Regions from separate parts of the Triticum aestivum genome. Here region 2 is linked to region 1. A link is a contact called in public Hi-C data. All regions are on one chromosome and are shown on one strand. Each heading gives the region's core, a stretch centred on a gene start, on an enhancer-like site or on the middle of the called end of the contact. The rest is flanking DNA. Distances are from core to core; before and after follow the strand shown. Region 1 has its middle 56 kb from the start of LOC123085097. Region 2 holds the start of LOC123085100 (branched-chain-amino-acid aminotransferase 2, chloroplastic).

Evidence for each region. A called contact is a pair of places that touch in the nucleus more often than the background predicts.
Region 2: a contact with region 1 is called in a Hi-C map of leaf, with 4 times the contacts expected there. The contact joins the promoter of LOC123085100 here to the enhancer-like site in region 1. A contact is called at or near these places in 2 of 5 Hi-C or Micro-C datasets (both in leaf).

Annotation. Positions count from the first base shown.
Region 1 is chr4A:55,935,390-55,941,444 of IWGSC CS RefSeq v2.1, forward strand. No RefSeq gene overlaps it. Among protein-coding and RNA genes, the nearest start is that of LOC123085097, 56 kb to the left of the region's middle. Within about 2 kb of position 1,267, at least 2 of the 8 cell types and tissues checked have an H3K27ac peak or open chromatin away from gene starts, as enhancers often do. A contact at or near this core is called in leaf, where this site is marked.
Region 2 is chr4A:56,225,974-56,231,352 of IWGSC CS RefSeq v2.1, forward strand. LOC123085100 (branched-chain-amino-acid aminotransferase 2, chloroplastic) reads left to right here and starts at 2,923. Exons shown (of 7, transcript XM_044506681.1): 1 at 2,923-3,243; 2 at 3,470-3,543; 3 at 3,715-4,075; 4 at 4,196-4,426; 5 at 4,515-4,727; 6 at 4,828-4,940; 7 at 5,047-5,357. The coding sequence starts at 3,151. The coding sequence ends at 5,161.

The DNA.
Region 1 (6,055 bases), core at 17-2,516:
CAACATGCAACGTACAAATCATAGACGCAAAGGAAATATAGATATGTACTCGCTCCGTATGAAAATATAAGGCTTTTTCTGGCACTATAACAGTGCTAAAAAACTTATATTTTGATAGGAGTAGCAATTACTTCCTTCATTTGTAAATATAAGTTTCTTTAGAGATTCCAATATGAACTACATACAGGCAAAATGAATAAATCTACACTCTAAAATATGTCTAGATACATTCGTATCTAGTTCATATCGAAATCTACAAAAAAAACTTATATTTAGAAGCGGAGGGAGCAGATAATATCGATTGAAATGCCTAATAGGCGTGTCATGTCCCTGTTATGCAGACGTGGCAACACATTTTCTCCGCGAGGAAAATGCGATGACACTGGAGCAATACATGGTGCCAGTATTTTCACCTTTTTATTCTAGCTGATTGTGCAGAAAACTTTATGGAAATGACGAACAGTGGACGTTCACGACTAAATCACAAGTGGGCGAAAATGAAATCGCCTGTGAAAGATAAAGAAAACCACCACACAGTGCATAAAAGTGCTAAAACCAGCCAGTTAACTGTTCCTAAATAAGTGGATGCGTGCGAGTGAGTGAGTAGGACGGACGATCGACCTACTACTCTTTTTTTGAGGTCAGAACTCCCCAACCACGTCTCTCCCCCCGAAAGTTGGCCAATAGTGCGTGTGACAACTAGACACAATCACACACGGCAGCACCCTGGAAATCATGGCCATACACGGGCGAGCAAGGCAGCGCCGCGGCCAATGGGGACGCACGGGAGCCGGGGAGTGGATGAGACGCACTGCACACGTACAGTGACCCGTTTGCCAAGTTGGGCCGACAGGGAATAATTATTCGTCCATATATGGAGGAGGGCTGTGCGAGAAAGGAGAAAAGTCGGTGCGCCATGACGCGTGCAGGCACCACGGGATCACACAGCGAAGAGGAAACTCGCGACTAGTCGACGGCAGGGAGGGAGGCTGCCTGCTGCCCAAGCTATCTATCTATGGTTGGTTCTAGAGCGTCATCAGAAACTATTATTATGGGAGATGATTTTGGATAGGGACTGTGTGGTGATTTGGAGGGCACGACGGGAAGGTTTACACTACTGCAGCAGGCAGGCGGCCAACATCGGTTGTTGGAGGGGGCGGGGTGCCGTTATTAGTCAAGCACAATCATGCCACGGCCACTCCGTCGACTTGCTTTGTGGTAGTATTCTTCTCTGCCGTGACAAAGATGGCACGGTCGTCTTGTTCTGAAATGGGGCTTAGCGTCCTTGTTCCGGTGAGACGATGATGATGATTACTACAGAGTCTTGGGCCCTAGTGCAATCAGAGCTACTCGATGCATCCATCCACAGGAAATGCTTTTGCGCCCGTGTGTGTGTGTGGCCCCTTCAATTCTGAAAAAACGAGAGAGTGGTTGTTTATGTTAGCTCTGTCCTGACTGAATTGTTCCTCTTCAAACATGGCTCCAGGGACGTGATTTCTTCTTCTAGCCTCTAAAATGCTACCGCCTCAATACGTATTGTATGTTACGGCTGAATACGGAGACTCTAATTTGGGGCACTATGCCTTGGAATTTCTCACGTAGCTCAGGACTTATAAAGAACAAACGACGCAGAGGTAGACGCAGAGTTGTGAGGCGCAGACGATCCACCCGTACGTGCGCTTGCATGCACCAAATCATAATCGATATCATCATCATCCATCCCTTCAAAGGAATCGCGGGCACCCCCACATCGGGATAGCAAATCATTCGTGGGCGCCACCCTATCTGCTCCCCGTCCCACGTGTCACCACGCCAACCGGACGACTCGGAGGCCGACACACATCGCTTGCTTCGTCCGGCAGTTTCTGTTTTCTTCGTTTCCCTCCCTCCCTTTTATCTTCTTCTCCTTTTCCCTTTTCTATTTCTTCTTTTCTTTTCCTTTTAAGAGGATCTTTTTTTTGGGAATAAATGAAAATGATGGATCTTGGTTTTCTAGTTGTTGATAGTGATGCTTTAAGAAAATCTTCTATCCCTAAATAGATCAAGTTATAATACACCTGACTGTTTTTTCTAGACATGCAATCTTGCCACATAAGTAAATCATGCATGCAAGTCATAAATTATACATGTTTTTACACTACTCTATGCATGCAACGCCGCCACATCAACAATTCATACATGTTAGTCATAAGTTATTTTTTGCATTAGAATTTGTATCAACAATATATGTGTTGGACGATTGCAGCATCCTCCCTCCGATCCTCAATACTCCATGTATTAAAAAAATCCATTTCCCCTCGATATTTCGTGCCTCCACAACCAATCTTTCCATCTATGCCCCTTCTTGTTTAGTTTCGTCCCTTTAAGTTAGGAGGGAGATGGAAAGCTCGTGTGCATATAGTGGCTGTTGGCTGGGCGGTATGCGGAATGACAACCAATCAAAATGCCTATAGTTATAACTCAGCGAGATATTTGCAGATGTAGAGCACATGATTGCGTGGTAAAAGTGAAGTTTTTTTGTGTGGTTGGCTCTCCTTGGTATCCGAGATGAGACTTAAACTAAAGTAAAAGGACATGAGGCAGTACCCATTCATATTTTTGTTAGACATCCTTTTTAATAGCAATTCATTTTTATACTCTTTGTATTTTATTTTATTTTACTTTTTTTTTACTTTTGAGCTTACATTTGCTTCCCATTAGTTTTAGATGTTTTCATAGCAACTTTGATGCATTTGCTTTAGCAAGGTTCCCACAGCAACATGCAGGGCATCATCTTGTGATCTTAGAGAGTTGTGCATATGTTGGTTTACAACAACAAGTTGAGTAGGCTAAAGTTAAAAATCATAAGATCTCAAAAATCTAGTCATGATTCTAACACGTGGATAGCTAACTTACACGCACTTTGTCCATGATAAGTTCTTTGGTGATATTTCAGTCTTTCTTTACGGACTCCTCCCATGTTAGGTTTGGTCTAATCCGACCTCTCTTGACATCATCAAAACATTTTGATCTTATGCTATGAATCAACGTGTTTAGAGGTGTGCGTTGTTATACTTTATTGATTATGATTTATCCAATATCCTGTTTAATGGGGTAACCAAGACTAAGGAAATAATGAGCTAGCTTCCATCATTCAAGTCCAAATTATATGTCGATGAAAGACAAATCAGGAATTAAAGTACTTGTTCAAAGTATTATTTCTTAGAGCCCACCCAAGAGCGGCCATAGTTGTACCATGACAACACCTATTTGGTGAATTTTTTGAAATACTATTGGTTTGGATGTGTAAAATCTTCCAAAACAAATATAAGAAGATTGATGGTTTGCCTCGTTTTCTTTCAAACCATATAGAAGAACCACATGTGATCAATTACATACGGAAGAAAAAAATAGCTGACAGACGAGTTGGTACAAAGTTTATAAAAGCCTTATATCCATTCTTCCGCCTGTACATCCCATATTTTGCGAAACCATCCGTGCCAATTTTATCCGATAGTTTCCGCTGCCACAAGTTTCTGTTGTGCGAAGATCCAATTTGGAGGCCTGTTCCGACACCCCGTCGGAGGGGGAATCCATCACCCTGAGGCTTCTTCTTGAACCTTGTTGCCTCCTTGACCATGTGTGAGTAGTTCCTTTAGGACCTTAGGGTCCATAGTAGTAGATACATGACATCCTCCCTCATTTGTGATTCAATATGAAGTTCCTGTGGACCGCCTCACATGACTGAAAACCATAGGATGTAATCGCTATTGTGTTTGTTGGGATATGATGAATTGTCACTTGTGATAATATTGTTCACTGAAATCAATTGAATCTTTTAAAGTTTCTTTGTTGTATAATTGAATAGCTTTCTATGGTCTCTGATCTATTTGTCTTCTTTGGTGAATATTGATGGTAGTTCTTCAAAGGGGGTTGTTAATTATAGTGTGTCCATACCTTGTGGTGATCTATATCCTAATGAAACAAAGGGACAAGACACATATTGTATTGTTGCCACTAAGGATAAAATTATGTTTTTCATCACACTTGGATGATAGTTTCACTGTCCTCATTATGTCATTATGCTTATTGTAATGCTCTGTTCGCTATAAACTTAATAGTTGGAGATGCATGCTGGATAGCGGTCTTTGGGTGCAGTGATATGTCTCCAATATATCTACCCCGGAGTGACAACAACCGGGCCCACTCCTGGTGATGACCGTAGTTTGAGGAGTTCATGTATTCACTATGTGGTAATGCTTTGTTCCGGTTCTCTATTAAAAGGAGGCCTTAATATCCCTTAGTTTCCAATATGGACCCCGCTGCCACGGGAGGGTAGGACAAAAGATGTCATGCAAATTCTTTTAATAAAGCACGTATCACTATTTACGGAATACATGCCTACATTATATCGATGAACTGGAGCTAGTACCGAATCGCCCTAGGTTAGAACTATCACATGATAAATATCATCCAACAAGTCATCGATCCAATGCCTACTAACTTTTCATTATTGTTTCTGCTAAGTTACTGCTGCTATCATCACTGTTACACTTGCTACAAAATTACTGCTATCACTGTTACTGTTACTATTGCTGCTATCACTACTATCAAAACTATCAAACTACTTTGCTACTAATCAACTTGCTGTGTATAATTAATCTCCAAGTGTGGTTGAATTGACAACTCAACTGCTAATACCTTCAAATATTCTTTGGCTCCCGTTGTGTCGAATCTATAAATTTGGGTTGAATACTTTACCCTTGAAAACTGTTACGATCCCCTATACTTGTGGGTTATCAAGACCTTTTTCTGGCGCCGTCGCCGGGGAGCATAGCTATATTTGTTGAGTCACTTGGGATTATTATCATATTATCACTATAAGAATCTAAAGGATCCTAAGACTAAGATATTTTCCTCAAGGACGAGGGGAGGTAAGGAACTGCCATCCAGTTCTGCTTTAGATTCACCTTCTATTATGAATAAACTTGCAACACCACCACATGCTATTAATTCTGATATGTTGCAAGTTATTGATGATACGTCTACTATAAATGATGCTTATGATGATGCTAGTACCTTGCTTGATAATGATGATGTGCCACTTGGTGAATTTATTGATAAACAAATTGCTAGAGTTATACAACATGATGTTATTGAATCTGATGATGAGCTTGAAACTGAATCTCCTGAAACACCATCTAGAACTAGTCTTTCTAGATATGAATTGCCTAAGGTACCGGAAGGTTATGTTATGAGTGAAGAAACAACTAGAGATATTCTTCCTTGCAATGATAGAGATGATCTAGAGAAATTATTACACAAGTATAAAGAAAAATCTCTGAATGCTAGAATGAAGTGTGATCCTAAGTTTGCTACTTCACTTATCTTTATTGATGATAAGGATTATGAATTCTATGTCGATCCAGAGTTAATTACTCTGGTTGAATCTGATCCTTTCCATGGTTATGAAACTGAAACTGTTGTGGCACATCTTACTAAGTTGAATGATATAGCCATCCTTTTTACTCATGATGAGAAAACTCGTTATTACTTTATTCTCAAATTATTTCATTTCTCATTAAAGGGTGATGCTAAAGCTTGGTACAATACTCTTGCTCCTGGTTGTGTGCGTAGTCCCCCTGATATGATTTATTACTTCTCTGAAAAATATTTTCTTGCTCATAAGAAACAAGCTGCCTTACAGGAAATATTTAACTTTGTGCAAACTAAAGAAGAAAGTCTCCCACAAGCCTGGGGTAGGCTTTTCCAGTTACTTAATGCTTTGCCTGATCATCCTCTTAAGAAAAATGAAATACTTGATATCTTATATAATGGACTAACCGATGCTTCTAGGGACTTCCTAGATAGTTGTGCTGGTTGTGTTTTCAGGGAACAAACTGTTGGACTAGCTGAAGAATTATTGAATAACATATTGAAAAATCATGATGATTGGACTATTCCTGAACCATCGGCTAAACCCGCTCCAAAGAAGAGGGGTATATTATATCTCAGTCCCAAAGATATGAAAGAGGTAAAGAAATCTATGAAGGAAAAAGGTATTAAAGCTGAGGAT
Region 2 (5,379 bases), core at 1,673-4,172, 290 kb after region 1:
CTTTGCTGTCGATCGAGACGAAGAAACGAAGAAGATAAGCAAGATAGAACTCGCTGCTACCGCCAGCTCAAAAGAGGTGCGTGGGGCCGTGCCGACGCGGAATTTGTTTATCAAGGAAAGGAAAGAAGCAAAATGCAACCAAGTTCGAACACCTTCAACGACCTTCACCCGGCTACTGTTGCAGGGAAAGTAGTGGTGCCAATCTCCTACCTGGAAAATTTGTAGAATTCATATGAGAGTTCTGGTTGATACAACTAGGGCTCGATTAAAACTCAAAACTTGTAAAAATGAGTAGCTCATGACTCAACTCGACTCAAACTACATAACTAAGAGTTAAACCGGGTTTAATCTGAGATCATTAACTGAATGAGTTTAACGAGTTGAGCTAACGAGTTAGTAGTAACTCGTTAAGCTCATTAATGAGAAGAGACATGAGATAATTAAGTATCAATATTGTTGTTGATTGTTGTTATTTATGAAATGCACCAACTATTCGTTTAATGCAAATTGTTAATTGCTGTGATTCATGAAAAAAAGTTCATGTCTACAAGTATATATTACGAGGTTAAATATTCTTAAAAAATATTAATTGTATCGCAATACACATACATTGTTAAACAAGCTAACTGCGAGTTACATTAGTCGAGCCGTTTTAAATATAAGTCATTATGTTAGTGAGTCCATCCAAGTTAACTCGTTATCTTAACGATCTCTAACGAGTCGAGTCGAGCAAGTTATCAGCTTGGTTTTGATCCTTAGATGACATGGTACAAAAGTCATTTCCGACATTCTTGGAGATGGTTAAGCCATTCTAGCAGAGTCGTTATATTTGTGATCGCCATTGGCCATCGTGCTCCATATGGATATGGATGCTGCGGTGACTACATGCAAACATAGATTCATCAAAAAGGCAGCCTACATATTTTTCTTACATGTGTGTTTCACATGTCATTGACTACAATGGTTCTTCCCAAAAATCCAATATTCAGAACACATTTGTTTCAGACCTCAGTTCAATTTTATTCCCCACCTCAACGATGGAAGTATTTTAGTATTAGATTTCAATATCGATTTCAACTAGGTTTTCAACTAGGATTTACAAAATGGATTTCAAGAAGGATTTACAAGGATTCTCTACTAAACTATGAGCTCTTCCTCCTCATTGAAGTGACTTCACAGGCAGGGGTGGCTTCAGCTACCGTGACTTCCGTGGCCACGCGGTCGACGAACGCATGTGTGTCCTGGATACAGGATAAGGCCAAAGTCTTGAATAGTGGTGTTCATTTCTGCCAGATGGCATCGACATGTGGTAAAAGTACTCAAGGGCGGCGGGTAGGCGAGCACCGCCGTCGACTGATTCTGCCTTATGGCGCACTTCGTCCTCGACCCACTCAGAGAAGTCTCACGCCCTCTCCAAGATCTCTCTCTCTCTCTCTCTCTCTCTCTCTCGGCGCAGTCCCCTTCGGTCTCACCGGGAAAGGTCCACGGGGAGGGCGTGGCCACACCCGAATGGTGGAAGAGAGAAGAGGGGTAGTGGCCGACGAAGGGAGACGATGGGATGAGTGTGCCGACGCCAGGGATCGGGGAAGAGAGTGAATATGGTGGCATCGACAAAGGGCTCTGATGGGGGTTTATACCCACAAATGGGCGCGTTTCGATGGGAAACGAGGGATGGGGATTTGCCACGTGCGGGTGGGAAACAAGTGTGAAATGCGGCGACGGTCATTAATTGATGCTCTTCCCAGTGGACAAATGGGTGCGGCATCCGCAGGGGTGAAAGCGGCAGTTGTACGTACGGCGACGCCATTGACGGGGTTGCGCGGGGGACTAAGAGGTTGTGCTAAAACTTCCCTACGCCATTGACGGGGCTGCGTGGATGACGACTTTGTCAGAGTCTTAAAAACAGTTCCTACCAAAATTACCATATCGACAAGTTAAGATATCAATCACACCGATATACCACTAGAAAAATCAGGCTGATATAACAACAATGCTAGAATTGCTAGGGCCATGGGGCATGGTGAATCCCGGCACTTGCCGGTGGGAGGGCTCCGTTTGTATATGTTTCTTTGAATTTTGTTTGGTTTTGTGTGTCTTGCTCAGGAAGGTGAGACGACGGCAGCTTTCTGAAGATGGAATAAGGTTCTCCCCGCTCGTCTCGGTGGTGCGTCTAGCATGGTCGGATGGTGTGTGGATGTCTGTCTCTGGCGGATCTCACAGAATTCGGTCGGGGATTGTCTTCGGTGGATCTGCTCAGATCCGGTCTTCGGTCATCTACGTTCATGCGGCTTCAGGTTGGATCCTTCCGATCTATATCTCTCTTCATCAGCGGTGTTTGCTGTTCTGGTGCGCTGGTCCTATATGACCTTGACATGATGACTTCTCGACTATCTACTACAACAAGTTATGTCCGGCACCGACAAGGGAGGGACGGTGACAGTAGCGCGCCTTCGGCTCACTTCAATTCTTGTATTTACCGCTAGGTGGTCTATGGATTTGACTGTATCTTTTATTATTTCTGATGTTCATTCTAATGCTATAATTAAAGATGAATACAGAATGGAAGTATTTTCGGGAAAAAATTAGCTCGGCAGACGCCATCACGCCTTACACGCGGCAGAGCAGCGCGACTACGACTTCCTCGTTCCCAGGAGGTGCCGTGCCAGGCGCGGCTGTACTCCGTCACTGCCTCGCGGGGTCCACTCAGTGCCTGGGCCCACGGGTCAATTGCCATCTCCGTCGATGGTTTTTGTCTCCATCCAGGAGAAGCAAGTTTGCTGCTCCTAGAGCTTCGGCGCACGCTGGATCCCCCGTAACAGGAGTCCCGAAACAGGGCACAGTCTTTGTCAAACATCCGCCAAATATCTTTGCCAAACATTACCGTATCCTGCTAATGCATGTGTTAGCTCGCCATAAAAAACCAATGCATGTGGCCTTCTATAAGGGTCGGATACAGCACGGCAGATCCAACGCTTTGCCAAATTCTCCACGACCTATATAGAAACCTCTTCACGAACACTTTGCCATTTTAACTCACTGGTATAGGCGCTGCGCTCTCGTAGCGGGCTGTGTATAGCTTTGCGAACCATTGCTCGCCGTGAAGGGTCGAGTTCTTGAACAGCTTTGGCGATCGCGGGCGTACGTGCGTGCATGGCTGTGCTGTCGTCTGCGAGGCGCCTCCTCCCGTGGGGCCGCGCCCCGGCCGGCGGGGTCAGCGGCGGCCTCCGAGCTCTACTCGGGACGGTGCGTACCCGCGCGCTTCTCGTGCTTTTACAGTTGAGATCCCCGTCTACAAAGCATGGCCGCCGGGCCTGGCGCTTCTACTCTTCTTGTTTCCGTTGCGAGAGAAGAAGAGCATTTTCCCGTCTACTAAGATTTATCCATGTCCACGATGCTCTCACATCCTGCCTCCATGAGGACGATGATGAGGTCGATCGGAACTCACAGTAGGCGCCTTCTCGGTGTGCAGGACGGAGGCGGCGGCCGCTCTCTTCTCCCGTCCCGGTGGAAGTCGTCGCAGCCGCAGCTGGACCCCGTCGACAGGTGCGTGAGTGGCATGCAGGCTCATCGTTCCTTTCCGTGATTGGTTTCGATTCGTTTGCAGTTTGATCGATCGCCAATGGCTTTTAACATTTTGCGCCGTTCGTCACACTCAAACTTAACGCTTGAGCTGTCGCCACCGGGGCATCCGTGTGCGGTTTGGCTTGGCTGCAGGTCCGACGAGGAGGGCGGCGGCGACATCGACTGGGACAACCTCGGCTTCGGGCTCACCCCGACCGACTACATGTACGTCATGCGGTGCTCGCAGGAGGAGGGCGGCTTCTCCCGCGGCGAGCTCGCCCGCTACGGCAACATCGAGCTCAGCCCCTCCTCCGGCGTGCTCAACTACGGGCAGGGGCTGTTCGAGGGGCTCAAGGCGTACCGGAGGGCGGACGGGCCCGGGTACATGCTGTTCCGGCCGGAGGAGAACGCGCGGCGGATGCAGCACGGCGCCGGGCGCATGTGCATGCCGGCCCCGTCCGTCGAGCAGTTCGTGCACGCCGTCAAGCAGACCGTCCTCGCCAACAGGCGCTGGGTACGTACAACGTGGTGACCATCGGTGTGTCCTTTTATTCACGTGAGTGCACGCCATGCTCATGAGCCCTCCATGGCTGATCTCCGCACCGCAACCACCGCTGTCCTACGTTGGTTTCAGGTGCCGCCGCAGGGAAAGGGGGCGCTGTACCTCAGGCCGCTGCTCATCGGGAGCGGGGCGATCCTCGGGCTGGCGCCGGCGCCCGAGTATACCTTCATGATCTACGCGGCGCCCGTGGGCACATATTTCAAGGAAGGCATGGCGGCGATAAACCTGCTGGTCGAGGAGGAGATCCACCGCGCCATGCCGGGCGGCACCGGCGGGGTCAAGACCATCTCCAACTACGCGCCGGTAAACATCTTTCAGCCGGTAAATATCATCTTCGGGTGAATTTCCAGAAAATGTGACTGACCGGCCAGTGTTTTTATCCCATCGTCAGGTGCTCAAGGCGCAGATGGACGCGAGGAGCAAGGGGTTCGCGGACGTGCTGTACCTGGACTCGGTCCACAAGAGGTACGTGGAGGAGGCCTCCTCCTGCAACCTCTTCGTCGTGAAGGGCGGCGCCGTCGCGACGCCGGCGACGGAGGGGACCATCCTGCCGGGGGTCACGCGTCGGAGCATCATCGAGCTCGCCAGAGACAGCGGCTACCAGGTCGATCGATCAATGCACTCCACGTCCACCACGACTGTCCACCACCCAACTGCGCCGATAACAACGGACTGAAGCTTGTGTTGTGTGTTGTCTTCTTCAGGTCGAAGAGCGCCTCGTCTCCATCGACGATCTCGTCAGTGCCGACGAAGTGTTCTGCACGGGAACGGCCGTCGGCGTCACCCCGGTGTCCACCATCACCTACCAAGGGACAAGGTAAGTCCATCTCATGCAATTCGTCCGTCGAGCCGGGGCAAAAAGATCCAAGATGTCTGTTCGATTCAGTGCTGAGATGTGTACTGATTTTTGGGCGTGCGTGCAGGTACGAGTTCAGGACCGGGGAGGACACGTTGTCGAAGAAGCTTTACACGGCTCTGACGTCGATCCAGATGGGCCTGGCGGAGGACAAGAAGGGATGGACGGTCGCGGTTGATTGAGTAGGATAACAGCGTGGGCGCATGCGGCGCCGGAAGCATTCATCAGCATTTCTTATCATGTGTCTTGCCAATGTGAATAATAATAGTGATGGTGATGATATCTCGGGGATGTCTCGGCCCGAAGGGTGATGGTTTCTCTGATGCTACTGATTTCTTGGAAAATATGGAAAGAGAGAAATGCACGTGTGTTCCGTAACAACGCAGTTCCCGTGGGTGTT